3 separate regions of the Mus musculus genome follow, and all the other regions are linked to region 1. A link is a contact called in public HiChIP or PLAC-seq data. All regions are on one chromosome and are shown on one strand. The core of a region is the stretch at or near the end of the contact, and the rest is flanking DNA. Distances in the headings are between cores, read along the strand shown.

Region 1 (3,958 bases), core at 1,225-3,724:
GCTGAGGAAAACTGCTAACAGGGAGTGGAACCAGCCCAGGAGAAAGCAGTTTGTTGCAGTCAACAAAGATGAAAAAGGAGTGCAGATCTGAAGACCACCTTGACATTAGCCATGGAGATGCAGAGTTTGGAGTTTGCCCAGCTGGTTTCCTGCCTTGCTTTGGGGATTACACTTAATTAAGTTGAATGAATCTCAGAAGAGACCTTGAACTTTGGACTTTTAACATTGTTGCAACTGATATAGACTATGAGGACTTTGAAAGTTGGACTAAATGCATTTTTCATTATGTTACCTTTAAGTATGGCCCCCATAGACTCATGTTTTTGAACAAGTCTACGGGGACCAGGGAGTGGAATGTGATGGTTTGTATATCCTTGGACCAGGGAGTGGCACCATCTGAAGGTGTGGCCTTGTTGGAATAGGTGTGATCTGGCTGGAATGGGCGTGTCACTGTGGGTGTGGGTATAAGATCCTCACCCTAGTTGCCTGGAAGTCAGTCTTCCAATAGCAGCCTTTGGGTGAAGACAGAACTCTCAGCTCCTCCTGTGCCATGCCTGCCTGGATACTGCCATGCTCCCACCTTGATGATAATGGACAGAACCTCTGAACCTGTAAGCCATCCCCAATTAAATGTTTTTTATAAGACTGCCTTGGTCATGATGTCTGTTCACAGCAGTAAAACCCTAACTAAGACAACTGCCTTTTGGGAGAAAGTGCTTCCTAACCTGGCTGAACTGGACTCCTGACCCCAGTAGATGGTTCTGTTTCCATCTGCCTCAGCAGATCAGAACAGCCCAGAGATCAGAAGAGCTGCCTTGTTAAATATTCACATGGTCTGGCCAGGAATGGGATCAGCCCACCCTCCTCAGGACAGAGAAGAGGAACAGCTTGGCACTGTCCTTTGGCTTGTGTGAGAATCTCAGGATGGATGGATGGACTGAGGGAACCTCCATGAATCAACGAGGTGTCCTGAGACTTTCTCTTCAGCCCTGTGGCTCCTGCAACAGACCCACATCCACTTTCCTATTCTCTCTGACTTTACCCAAAAATTCCAGGGTCCTATCTAGATCCTCCTATTTTCCAGAAGACCTTGATCCAACAAGAGTGTCCATCACTATCAGGGTTGATAAGGAAAGAACTGTAGGAGAGAAGATTGGAAAATGTCCATAGAAGGAGTGCTCTAGTGTACTCACTGTTGAAGCGAGACAAGATCCAAAGCACCAATATCTGCACAAAACTTTGGTCAAGAAAGCCTAGTACTACATTTTACAAGATGCAGTTCAAAGCTAGGATTCTGGGGACATGTGTGCTAATAGCCACATGAAGGATGTCCTATTAGTTTCTGCACAAGCAGGAGCAGAGACAGAAGTGGAGGCAGGATGACAAGTAATATCAGCCATAAGTTAAACAGAATCAGGCGCAGGAGAGAAGGAACAGCAGGGCAAATGCAGAGCAGATGCAGGGGCAGCTGCCTGCTTGGAGGGAGAATGGCCCAGCTCCAGATACACAGATAACCCACTGATAACCAAGGCCCAGACCTTAAGGCAGAACTGTAATAAATCCCTTATTGCACCTCTTCCTGATAGAACCATGGTTCTTGAGAGCACAAGGACAGCTTGATTCCTTACTGGTTGGGACAGAAAGTGGTGGAAGTGCCAGGTAAGGGAACTGTGACATCATTCCTGAAGGAAGGCATCAGGTTTATTTTGAGCTGAAATCTGAGAGTCATTCAGGTATTTCTCAAAACCAGGAGCCATATGCAAAGCTCCACACACTACTCTAGAGGTTCTGTAGAAAATAATCAAGAATTCCTGGCTTTTGTAAGCCAAGGACACAAATGGAGATCACAACTCAAAAAGAATCTGTACTCATATCTGCTTTAAAGCAGGTAGCCAGGAGAAGGGCCACTTGAGATCTAAAGTCATTTCCTTTCCCAATTCAGGTCTGGGAGTCCTGATTTGTCTGGGGTCCCAGTCCCATCACCTTGTATTCCTTTGAGGTCAATTTATCATGTTTCGGGCTGGCCCTTCTATGTTCCATAACTTGCTGTATTAGGAGGGCACCAGCTCTTCCTGTCCTCTCCTGTAAGCTGTCCTAAGTCCAAGTACAGGTTACCAATAGATTTTGATTCTGTTCAAAAGGTCCTGCTTTGTGGTTCCAGAGTGCAATATGCAGAGACACAAGGTGAGTCTGGGACTGGATTGTGGGCCCTGTGTAATGAACCAAACATGTATTCTGACCTGATTCCAGGAAGCAAGGATTATAAGAGAATATATCCGTGTTGTTGAATATCAGAGGTGTTTTTCTTGGCATGGATAAATAAAGTCAAAGAACATTGTATGACTTTTGCCCCAAAGCCTGTTAAAGTCCAGAGTCACGGCGCAGCAAAAATTATAAAAAATGCAGAGGCCTGTACGTCAGCAGGGTGGAGTCCTGGATGTCTACACCTTCCTGTGTGAGCAGAGGCCAGGCTCATTTTGACACAGAGTATCTCTCTCTCTGCTTGACTTCTACAAGCCATGTGGCTCTACCTGGTGGCACTGGTGGGCCTGTGGACGCTTCTGCGCTTCTTCAGGGTGAGGCAGGTGGTGAGCCATCTCCAAGACAAATATGTCTTCATCACGGGCTGTGACTCTGGCTTTGGGACCCTGCTGGCCAGACAGCTGGACAGGAGAGGCATGAGGGTGCTGGCTGCATGTCTGACGGAGAAGGGAGCCGAGGAGCTGAGGAACAAGACATCTGACAGGCTGGAGACAGTGATCCTGGATGTCACCAAGACAGAGAGTATTGTGACAGCCACTCAGTGGGTGAAGGAGCATGTTGGGAACAGAGGTACCAATGAGAGTCCTGTTGGTGCTGTTGGTGTTCTCTATGTGTGTGAAGGGAAGGCCTGTGTAGTCTTGAAACAATTCCTGGTGGGGGTCAGGGTGGAGTTGGTGTAACTGCAGACTCTGCCCCTCTCTAGCACATCAGTATTTCATGTTACTTAGAAACTTAATCCTCTAAGCTGTGTGTTCTTAGCCAACTGGTGCCTTGGGAAGATTTCATTTGCAATTGTTATCTGTCCTCTTTGACTTTGTATGTAGAAAGACAGGATTGTTGGCTGCTGAGTCCTAGGATAGAGACTGTGAGGAGGGAGGAGAGCCCTGGGCTCCTGGGACCTGGTCTCTGTGAAGGTCATGTGCCAGCGTGCACCTGCTCTCCCAGTTCTGGAACATGTTCTCATGCACTACCTGTGCACCATGGCAGGGAGAGCCATAATCATTGCCGTGCTTAAGCCCAAAGTCAAGGAAAACTTAGGACAGAAAAAGGTAGGAAGTGGTCTCTCTTTCACCTAGAAAACACACACACACACACACACACACACACACACACACACACACTAACTTGCTTTTCCATCTGTTTCTCCCTTTTTCTCTCTCCAGCATTTGTTTTAAACAATAAATTTATTTAAAAAATGAAAGGAAAACAGTTATTATTCAAAACTCTAGACATGTCAAACTACAATTAGCATACAATTTGCTATTCAGTGGATACAAAGTAGTTAACCCTTTGACTTGTATGTATAATGTATATGCATTCTTTCCAGTTTAAGAAGGCAAGCAACATTACCACTTAAAGAACATTTTTCAGCAATAATATAGAATGAATTAAAATAACTTGACCCTTATCCACGCCCCACTGCATTTAGCAGGCCTTGGCACTGGGTATTGTTTGTTCCCTTTGTGTTCCTCTGGCTCCTGAGTTTGAGGCAGAGCTCTAGATATGGACCTGGTCACCATCTGATGGACGTTTCTCAGCTCCTTCCTGTTGGCATCAGCAGATGGTGTCACCACACTCAGCTCGTTCCATTGTCCCAAGAACTGTCTTAAGATACTTCTAGTCCATCCCGAGTCCGCAAGCATGTGTATTTTGGGATCCCAGGATCAAAAATCTACTGTATATATTTTTATTAGAT
Region 2 (3,869 bases), core at 309-2,808, 270 kb before region 1:
TCTCCCTGGGTACAAACCAGGCCTCAGGTTCAAAGAAAGCTCTTGCCAAAGGCAGCATTTTTCACACTAGGGGGCTATTTTCTTTTCTTTCTTTTTTTCCATCCATCCATCCATCCATCCATCCATTCGTTCATTCTTTCTTATTTATTTATTTATTTATTTATTGCCCAGTTTCCGTTCTCTCAAGGTCACTAGGCAGATAGGCTTGGGAGAATCCAAGGGCTCTACTAACTGGCTCACTGGGGCAGTGTCTACCCTATTGTAGTTATGAGGACACCACACCAGGCCTGGGGTCCAAGCGTTTTGGAGGAGAATTACTGGTTTCTCTTAAAGACTGGGGATTGAGGTCCAAGAGTGAGGGCTTGTGGAGCCAACTGGTTGCCCTTAAACTGGGTAGGTCATAGTTGAGAAAGGAAGTTGGGGGCAGAGTCTAAACTACCCTTGTGGGTCACACTTCAGGGCACAAATAGATGGCAGTGCTTTGAAGCAGGCACAATCAACCATGCAAAGACAATGTCTCCACCATGGCATGCCAACATAGACATTCACCTTGGGTCCCAGTGCCTGGATTCCCTGGACACATGCATACAAGGGCTGGTTTTAACCCATACACTCCATGTCCGCACTGTGAGCCCATATGGGCTGAAGATCTCAAGGCAAGAGTCGGGCAGGATGAGCTCTGGGCCCTTTTAGCCTTTGGGTCTTCACCCAGAAACCCCAGGAAAAGAGACAGTGAGAAGGGTGGGGGCAGGAAGGAGATGTAAGGAGAGACTCCCCTCCCAGACAACAACCACCAGGCGTGAGAGGGGGGTGTGTCTGTGAGGTTATGCAGGGGAGATGGTGTCTCCGCGGGAAATGGGATGGAAGATTGTAGCCAAGTTCAGCCCTGCTGGTGTGGGTCCGTGTAAGCGCGTGTGCCTGGATAATGTATGCTCGGATCGCAGAGCTTACCTGGCATTGTGACAAGGAGAAGAGGAATGGGAAGGTGGAGGGTGAGAGGTGGAAGGACAGACAGACAGACAGAGGGAGGCAAGCGAGGTAGGTGCGGAAAGAAGGCTAGGCTAACACCCGCTGGCTTGTCTGTCTGTCTCGCACTCCTTCTCTGTCTGGCGCACTCGCGGGTCGCGCTTCGTCCCCTCCCCCCGTCGCGCCTGAATCCGACTGGAGCCGGGCCTCCACCCTGCACCTTCTTCTAACCCTCAGCCAACTTGCTGGGTGCATGCCAGTCCTAAAGCGGGCAGTCTGTCTGTCCACGTCCCCCACGACGCACAAAGTTGGGACGCTTAGTCCTGGGGGCGGGGCGGACGCGCGGAGCCCCCTGGCATGCAGTGTTCTTCGTGTCCCGGACCCCGCACCTTGGCTCTGCCACCCTTACCTTCCTAAGGAGCCAAGGACCAAAGAGCAAGAGGAGCCATTCCGGGAGCAGCCGCATCTTCCCGAGCGGTCGAGCGGGTCGGGCAGGGCGGGTCCCGAGTCCGGCAGGACTGGGCTCAGGGTGAGGGACGCCGGGCAGAGGGCGGCGGCGCGAGCAGCGGGAGCGGGCGGCTCGGCCCGCGGACTGAGCGCGGAGCGGAGCAAGGCGCTGGGGGCGGGGCGCGGGCGGGGGAGAAAGTTGGGTCTGAGTCGGGCGGGCGGGGTGGGGGGGCGGGGCTCCGCGGTGCTCCAATCCCGGCCGCGCCCCGCGCGCCCCCTCCCGCCCAGCTGGGGGCAAGGAAGGTGACTTTCACCGTGACACACCCTGGACACACCCCTGGCTCAGGTGTGAAGCTGGAGAGGGGCAAGGGGTTTGGGGAGCAGCACCCCAAAGACGCCAGGTCTTGGGGCAGATGAGGGCTACAATAGGGCGTGGGACTCTAGGCCCTGAACTGTGAGCGGGAAGGGGTCGTCGCGGAGCATGAGTTCCCATACACAGGCTAGGGAACGCAGCAGGACCCTGTCCTGTGATGCCCGAGGTGGATGGGTGGGGGGTGTTTCTATAATCCTGGCAGAGGTAGGTCTAGGGCAGTGATCCGGACAGGGACCGAGGTGAGGGCGGGCGGGGCCTCGGGCGACTAGCACTGAGCGCGGCGCTGACGGGGATGGATGGGCGCCCCGCGGCTCATTCGGCCTGGAGATGAGAATCATTGATCACGGACGGAAACCCCATCACGTCTGTCAATAGGGCTGACAAACGGCGCCCGCCGCCCTGTCCCCGCCCCGCGGCACCTCTGCGGCCCCCGGACCCCTTGGCTAAACCGGCTCTTTTAAGTTAGCCCCTGATCCGCACTGTTGACCCTGGCCTGATCCAGAGCACCCTTGTTTGGTGCTAGGCAGGAAGTCCTCAGTGCCTTCTGCCCCTCTTGGTACGAGCCCTGTGCTTTCTCTCCCACAATCCCATCTTCCACTCTCAGCTCTTCTCATCCCGTCCCCTTCCCTGTCTATCTCTGTCCTTGTCTCTCTCTGTCCCCAGCTCCAGCACGGTCTCTGTTCTCATCCTCAGGGCTGTTTCTTCGTGTTTCCTCCTCCCACTGGTCTTTCTCTCTCTCCCCTACCCAGGGAGTCTTCAGCTGTCAGCTGTTGCTATGCGCTGTGTCTGAGGCTGAGTAGGTAGTATGACCAACACCTAGACAGCAAGAGATAGGACCATGCAAAGAGATGAAGAGACAGACACACATCCCAAGGTGTGTCTCCAGTCTTACCCCACTGTAATAGTACCCTGCTACACTGTAGCAGTGAGGCCACTTCACATACAGACCAGCATACACAGAGGCACATAAGCACACAGAGACGGACACACATGATTTATACACACAGTAGCATACAGTGATATACAGAAACAGCTAGGTACCCAAAGTACCTCTTGCCTTGACAGAGGCAAATACCCACAGGGACACACACACACACACACACACACACACACACACACACACACAGGCAATCTGAAAGACAAGCCTAGGGATATGAAAATAACAGACACACAGGAAGTGACAGACACTGAAAAGAGGGTCAGGGAAAGGACAGGGGTGTACTTGGTGACACTCAAGGAGACAAAAACCAGGGAGCAGCGATTTGGGGTGCAGTCAGGGCTGAACGAATAAAGGCAGGATGAGACAAAGTGTCAGGGACAAGGCCAAATGGCTGGCCAGGGCTGACCCTAAGCAAAGGAGCTGCTTTAGTTCTGGGTGAAGGCAAAGGGTGGTCACACATCCTGGGTGCCTAGAAGCCCACGGCCAAAGTATCTATCTGTAGGAGACCTGACCCTCCCCATCACCATCGTTTTAGCTAATCTCAGGCCGTCCAATTCTCTCAGAGATTACAAGTGCATGCACACATACACACATGTGCACAGTACTTATCTCTGGGTCTTTGCCTCTGTCCCTGACTCTTTCCATCTAAGAATATCTGCTTTTCAATCTGATCTGAATCAGTCAGTGTCCTTTTTGGTTTTTGAGACTCCCTTGCATTTGGCTTGGTTGAAGATAGTGCACCCTTCTGGTCCTGGCCAGAGAGGGAGGGTGCTAACGAAGGGGTAGGCTTTCTAAAGCAGCAGTTGGGGGCCTGTCTTGTTCTACCCGAGATCTTGAGGTGACAGGCAGAGAATCAGTGGCTCCGGGGGGGGGGGGGGCTACAGATGCAGGCTGGCAGAAGGAAGGGGTGGAGAGGGTGGGATTACTGGTGGTGGGGAATGAGCAGACTCTGGGGGAGGGAAGGAAGATGGCTGACAGAGGGTAGAAGGGTCAGCGCAAAATAGCCCCAGGGAAGGAAGTGAGAGGCTGGGCTAGGGTCCTCGGCAGCAGGTGCATAATTAGTGTGGGGAGCTTTAGGATAAGCAGTGTTACAGCAGTGTAGACGCCACCTGGTGGCCAGAAAGAGCCACAAGTCAACATTTA
Region 3 (4,311 bases), core at 1,605-4,104, 450 kb after region 1:
GGTCAGCTCAGAACTTGCACAGAGAGGCAATCTTACTGCCTGTCTGACCCAGGAAGTGGGAATAGTTGCTCGGGCGCCCAGTCCAGTGGCGCTTTAACATCTTGCCCGGCCGCTCCCCTCGCGCCCCCATTGACTCTGAGTGTGGATCTCACAGGCTAACTTTTTACATGGCCCAGATCCTTCCCTGTATTCATTGCTAATAGCTGTATTCACAGTGAATGTGACCTGGTGTAGCACTGAGCTAGGTGCTGGGTGTAAGTCCAATTCACAACTCCTGTGGGTCATTCCTGGTTGGGGGGGGGGGTCATGCTTACTCAATGACTGATAGAGCAGAAGAGTGGCCAGAAAGGCCGGTCCTCCCTGGCAGCGATCTCACCTGCTGTGTACCTGTAGGAAACCTTCTGGAGAATTCCAGCCAAACTGAGCTCCACCCAGCTTCGGAGGGTGGCTGCTTCTTTGAGTCAGCAAGAAAACGAGGAGGAAAGGGAAGAGGAGCCAGAGCCAGGAGTCCCCGGAGAGCAGGGTCCCAGTGAGGAGCACCGGACAGAAGCCCTGAGAGCCCTTCTGTCAGCCCGTAAGAGGAAAGCAGGCCTGGGGCCTACAGAAGGTAAAGTGCCATGGCCCCCGCTTGGTGACTTACTCTGTGCCACCGTGTGGCGTGAGGGCTGTTGAGACGATGCAGGGCCGGTTCCCGACTGTGTCTTACATCACTGCAGAGGAGGCCACTGGGGAGGAAGAATGGAACTCAGCGCCCAAGAAGCGGCAACTGCTGGACAGCGACGAAGAGGAAGATGATGAGGGGAGGAGGCAAGGTAGGGACTCTTGTCTTCAGTGGAGACACTGGCCATTTGCCTTATCCTTTTACATACTTAGATGCTTTCCATTTCTGTCTCTTACCTGTCATTCCCATGGCAGCAGTGTCGGGAACGCCAAGAGTCCACAGGAAGAAACGGTTTCAGATTGAGGATGAGGATGACTGAAAGCCAGATGTGTTTGACCGATGTGAGTTGGAGGCACAAAAGCTACTTTTGCCTGCGTTGGAAGCAATCTTCTCTACATTGACAGCCCAGGAATTTTAGGCAGCAGTGTTGGGTGGAGTCTTTGCGGTCAGTCCTTGCCCCAGGTTCATCAGCGTGCACAGCCGGTCTCTGGGTCCGTCTCGTAGCAAATGAAGAGTGGCGAAAGGTTCAAGGTGGCTTGTCCTCCTCTAAGGACTGCGTCTTGGCTTCTGACGGGGAGCTTTATAACCCAGCACGGTTGTTCATTCTGTCCTCACAAAGCACTGGATTGCTCCCATTTTCTTTCTTTCATCCCAGGACACATGATTGAACCCGTTTCTACAGTTGAGGGAGAGCTGGGATGCACCACTCTCAAGCTGACAAGCATCCCTGATTTGTGTTTCATATTAAATGTGTACAATTAACAGTTGCTCATCTCAGAGCGGCCAGCCAGCCATCTGTTGTGTCTTCGGAAGAACTTTTAAGAGTAAAATTAAAAGACATGTCCTGAACTGAGCTTGGTAGTGTGAGCTAATCCCATCGTGTGGGAGACAGAGGCAAGAGAATTGCCATGAGGGAGAGGAAAGAGTCATATAGCCCTACGCGTGGGCCAATAAATGTAATTTAAAAAATCAGCTTGATAATAAATATAATTTTTAAAAAAAGAGACTTTTGTTGTCTTCCTCCTCCTCTTCCTTCTCCTCCTCCTCTTCCTCTTCTTCCTCCTCTTCCTCTTCTTCCTCTTATCCACAAGTAACAAGATGCTTCATCTTGCTGACCACAGGGTACATGCCTGTTGGTTCAGCTCCTCATGAGGCTTTGATAAAATCTCAAAAAAAATCCCTTTTACCCACGAGTCTGAGACTGTGTCTTGAAACAAAACAGGTATGGTGGTGGCTCATGCCTATAATCCCAGCACTCTGGAGACTAAAGCAAGAATACTTAGACTATATAGGAAGTTAGGCCAGCTTAGGTTATAAAGTGTCCAAAAAAATTAGAAGGCAGCCAGAAGAGTGATGGTAGCTCATACCTTTAATCTCAGCACTTGGAGGCAGAGGCCTTGTGTTCAAGGCCAGCCTGGTCTACCTAGCTCCAGGGCAGCCAGGACTATCTCAACAAAAAAGTAAATAGGGGTTGGAGAGATGGTTCAGTGGTTAAGAACATGTAAGACTCTCTCCAAAGGAGTAGAATTTTTAGTCCTTGCAACCATGTCAGGTGGCTTACAACTGGCTGTAACTCCAGCTCATCTGGCCTCTGTGGGCATTCGCCTTGAATCCCAGCACTTAAAAGGCAGACACAGGCATATCTCTGAGTTTGAGGCCAGCCTGGTCTACAGATTGAGTTCTAGGACAGCCAGGGCTACAAAGAGAAAGCCTGTCTTGAAACAACAACCACAAAAACCTTACCAAACAAACAAAAAAAACAATAAAGGTAAAAACTCAAAAGACTGCTCTGGTAATAACTTGATTTGATTTGCTGTAGGTTCTATTTTTCAAATTTTTTGATTGGGAAATCTTTAAAGTAAACATGACACATGGACTGGGAATGTAGCCCAGTTGGTAATGTGCTTGCCTAACATGCATAAATCCTTGGAGTTGATTCCCAGTACCACGGCAACTGCACCTGGTTGCAGATTCCCATAAATCCCCGTACTGGGGTTATAGTGGCAGAAGGATCAGAATCCAAGGTCATCCTTGGCTAACTAGTTGAATTCCAAGCCAGCTAGGGCTACAGAAGGCCCAGTCTCAAAAGAGAACAAACTTTCCACTGCCTAGAGGCTACAGAGACTGGACTATGGTCTAGGGACCGCCTAGCCACAAAGGAGGAGCCTTGCCTGTCAGGATGGGGCAATAGCTGGTCAGATAAAGTCTACCCAAAGAGAGGTGGTAAATACTTGTTTCCAGTCATCACCTACAAGAAGTTAACCTCTGGAAGGTAGCCGCTCCAACTAGGGACCTACTGAGTGAGACAGAGAACCACTTCATTCCTCTGCTGCTTGCCAGACAGGTGAGGGTAACAGCCTCTAAGAGGCCCCCTCTTATGTCCAGGGAAACTGAAGTCTCTAATGACCAGGACTCTACCAAACTCTGACCATTCTTGGTGCCTGTTCCTGTTGAATATTTGCGCCCTCCTCACCTGAGCTCTGCTCCTTCACAACAGGGCTGTCCTGTGGACCCACCATGATCCAGGCTGCATTGCTTCTTGGCTGTATCTTACTGTCCCCGGTGACCGCCTTTCCGTGGAAGACGCAGAATGGCAGCCTGCCAGCCGTCACAAGAACTGAACCCACATCAAATGTGCTCCCCAACAAGATTCCTCCTCCAACCCCCATTACCTGTCGGGACCTCTTGTACACGGTGCTCCCCGCTGCTCCTCTGTCTGAGTTCTTGTCCCTCTTAGCCCTGAGAGTTGTCCTGGAAAACATTGGCTGCCCTGCCGAGGCCTACAGTCTGCAGCTTCGGATCAGTGAAATGGGAGGAAAAGACAGCGCGGAAACCCTGGTCCTCCAGAGTCAAAAGAGTAGCCAGGAGGAAGGGATCGGCAACAATGAAGTCATTCTGAGGCATCTGGTGCCATCCCCTGGGGATATGAGGAGGGTCCGGCGCTCAGTTACCCTGCCTGAGGCGTGCACCTATGAACCCGGGTGGGTGTTGTACGATATGGCCCAGGTGCTGCTGGAGACGGCGAACAAGCTCCCTCCTATTGACCTAGTAAGAGAGTTCAAGGCCTCTGTAGTCAATGTCACCCAGCACTGTACCATGGAGTCTTGGGAAAGTATGAATGAAGTAGCCAGGAGGCTGATGAGTAGCCCAGAACTTAAAGACGCCAAGATTCCCGTTGAAGATCGAGTATACCTCGTTGCTCAGCTTGCAGTCGTTTTAAAGCGTATTTTTGTGAACCTTGTGTGGGAATATTTTCAGACCTATTTTGGATAGACACGGCCTCCTAGGCATGGAATGAACTTTCTCATAGCCCTTTAGTAGGTGTGCACACAGCAGCTGCCCACGGTGTGTAGCTAGACGCTGGCTGCATTTTACAAATTCATACATTGTCTTCCTTTGATCCTAATGTGTGAAGACACTTGATATGACTTCAGTCTTTCAGTTTCTAAATGCTATGGGTATTGCAATTTCCCTCTTTAATACTTTTTAATTCCTTGCTTAATGCTTTTTAATTTCCCAGCTGAATTCTGGGCCTTGGTTGTATTCATATTGTTTTGGGATATTAAGGAAAGGAAGGTTTGTTGTTTTGTTTTGTTTTGTTTTTGAGACAGGGTCTGCCTGGGTAACTCTGTCTATCTTGGAACTCAGAG

What was found. HiChIP or PLAC-seq counts read pairs in DNA pulled down with a chosen protein or histone mark.
Region 2: a contact with region 1 is called in a FOXA1 HiChIP or PLAC-seq map of pancreatic cancer cells. The contact joins the promoter of Nxph4 here to the promoter of Rdh16 in region 1. A contact is called at or near these places in 2 of 39 promoter capture datasets (both in liver) and 1 of 115 datasets of contacts at active chromatin or transcription factors (pancreatic cancer cells).
Region 3: a contact with region 1 is called in an HNF4G HiChIP or PLAC-seq map of pancreatic cancer cells. The contact joins the promoter of Apon here to the promoter of Rdh16 in region 1. A contact is called at or near these places in 2 of 39 promoter capture datasets (hippocampal neurons and liver) and 1 of 115 datasets of contacts at active chromatin or transcription factors (pancreatic cancer cells).

Annotation. Positions count from the first base shown.
Region 1 is chr10:127,798,679-127,802,636 of GRCm38.p6, forward strand. Rdh16 (retinol dehydrogenase 16) reads left to right here and starts at 2,475. Exons shown (of 4, transcript NM_009040.3): 1 at 2,475-2,832. The coding sequence starts at 2,520.
Region 2 is chr10:127,533,001-127,536,869 of GRCm38.p6, forward strand. Nxph4 (neurexophilin 4) reads right to left here and starts at 1,559. Exons shown (of 2, transcript NM_183297.2): 1 at 1,376-1,559. The coding sequence starts at 1,432.
Region 3 is chr10:128,251,277-128,255,587 of GRCm38.p6, forward strand. Apon (apolipoprotein N) reads left to right here and starts at 2,855. Exons shown (of 2, transcript NM_133996.3): 1 at 2,855-3,005; 2 at 3,159-4,311. The coding sequence starts at 3,179. The coding sequence ends at 3,934. Timeless (timeless circadian clock 1) reads left to right here. Exons shown (of 29, transcript NM_001164081.1): 27 at 394-607; 28 at 717-812; 29 at 916-1,665. The coding sequence ends at 980.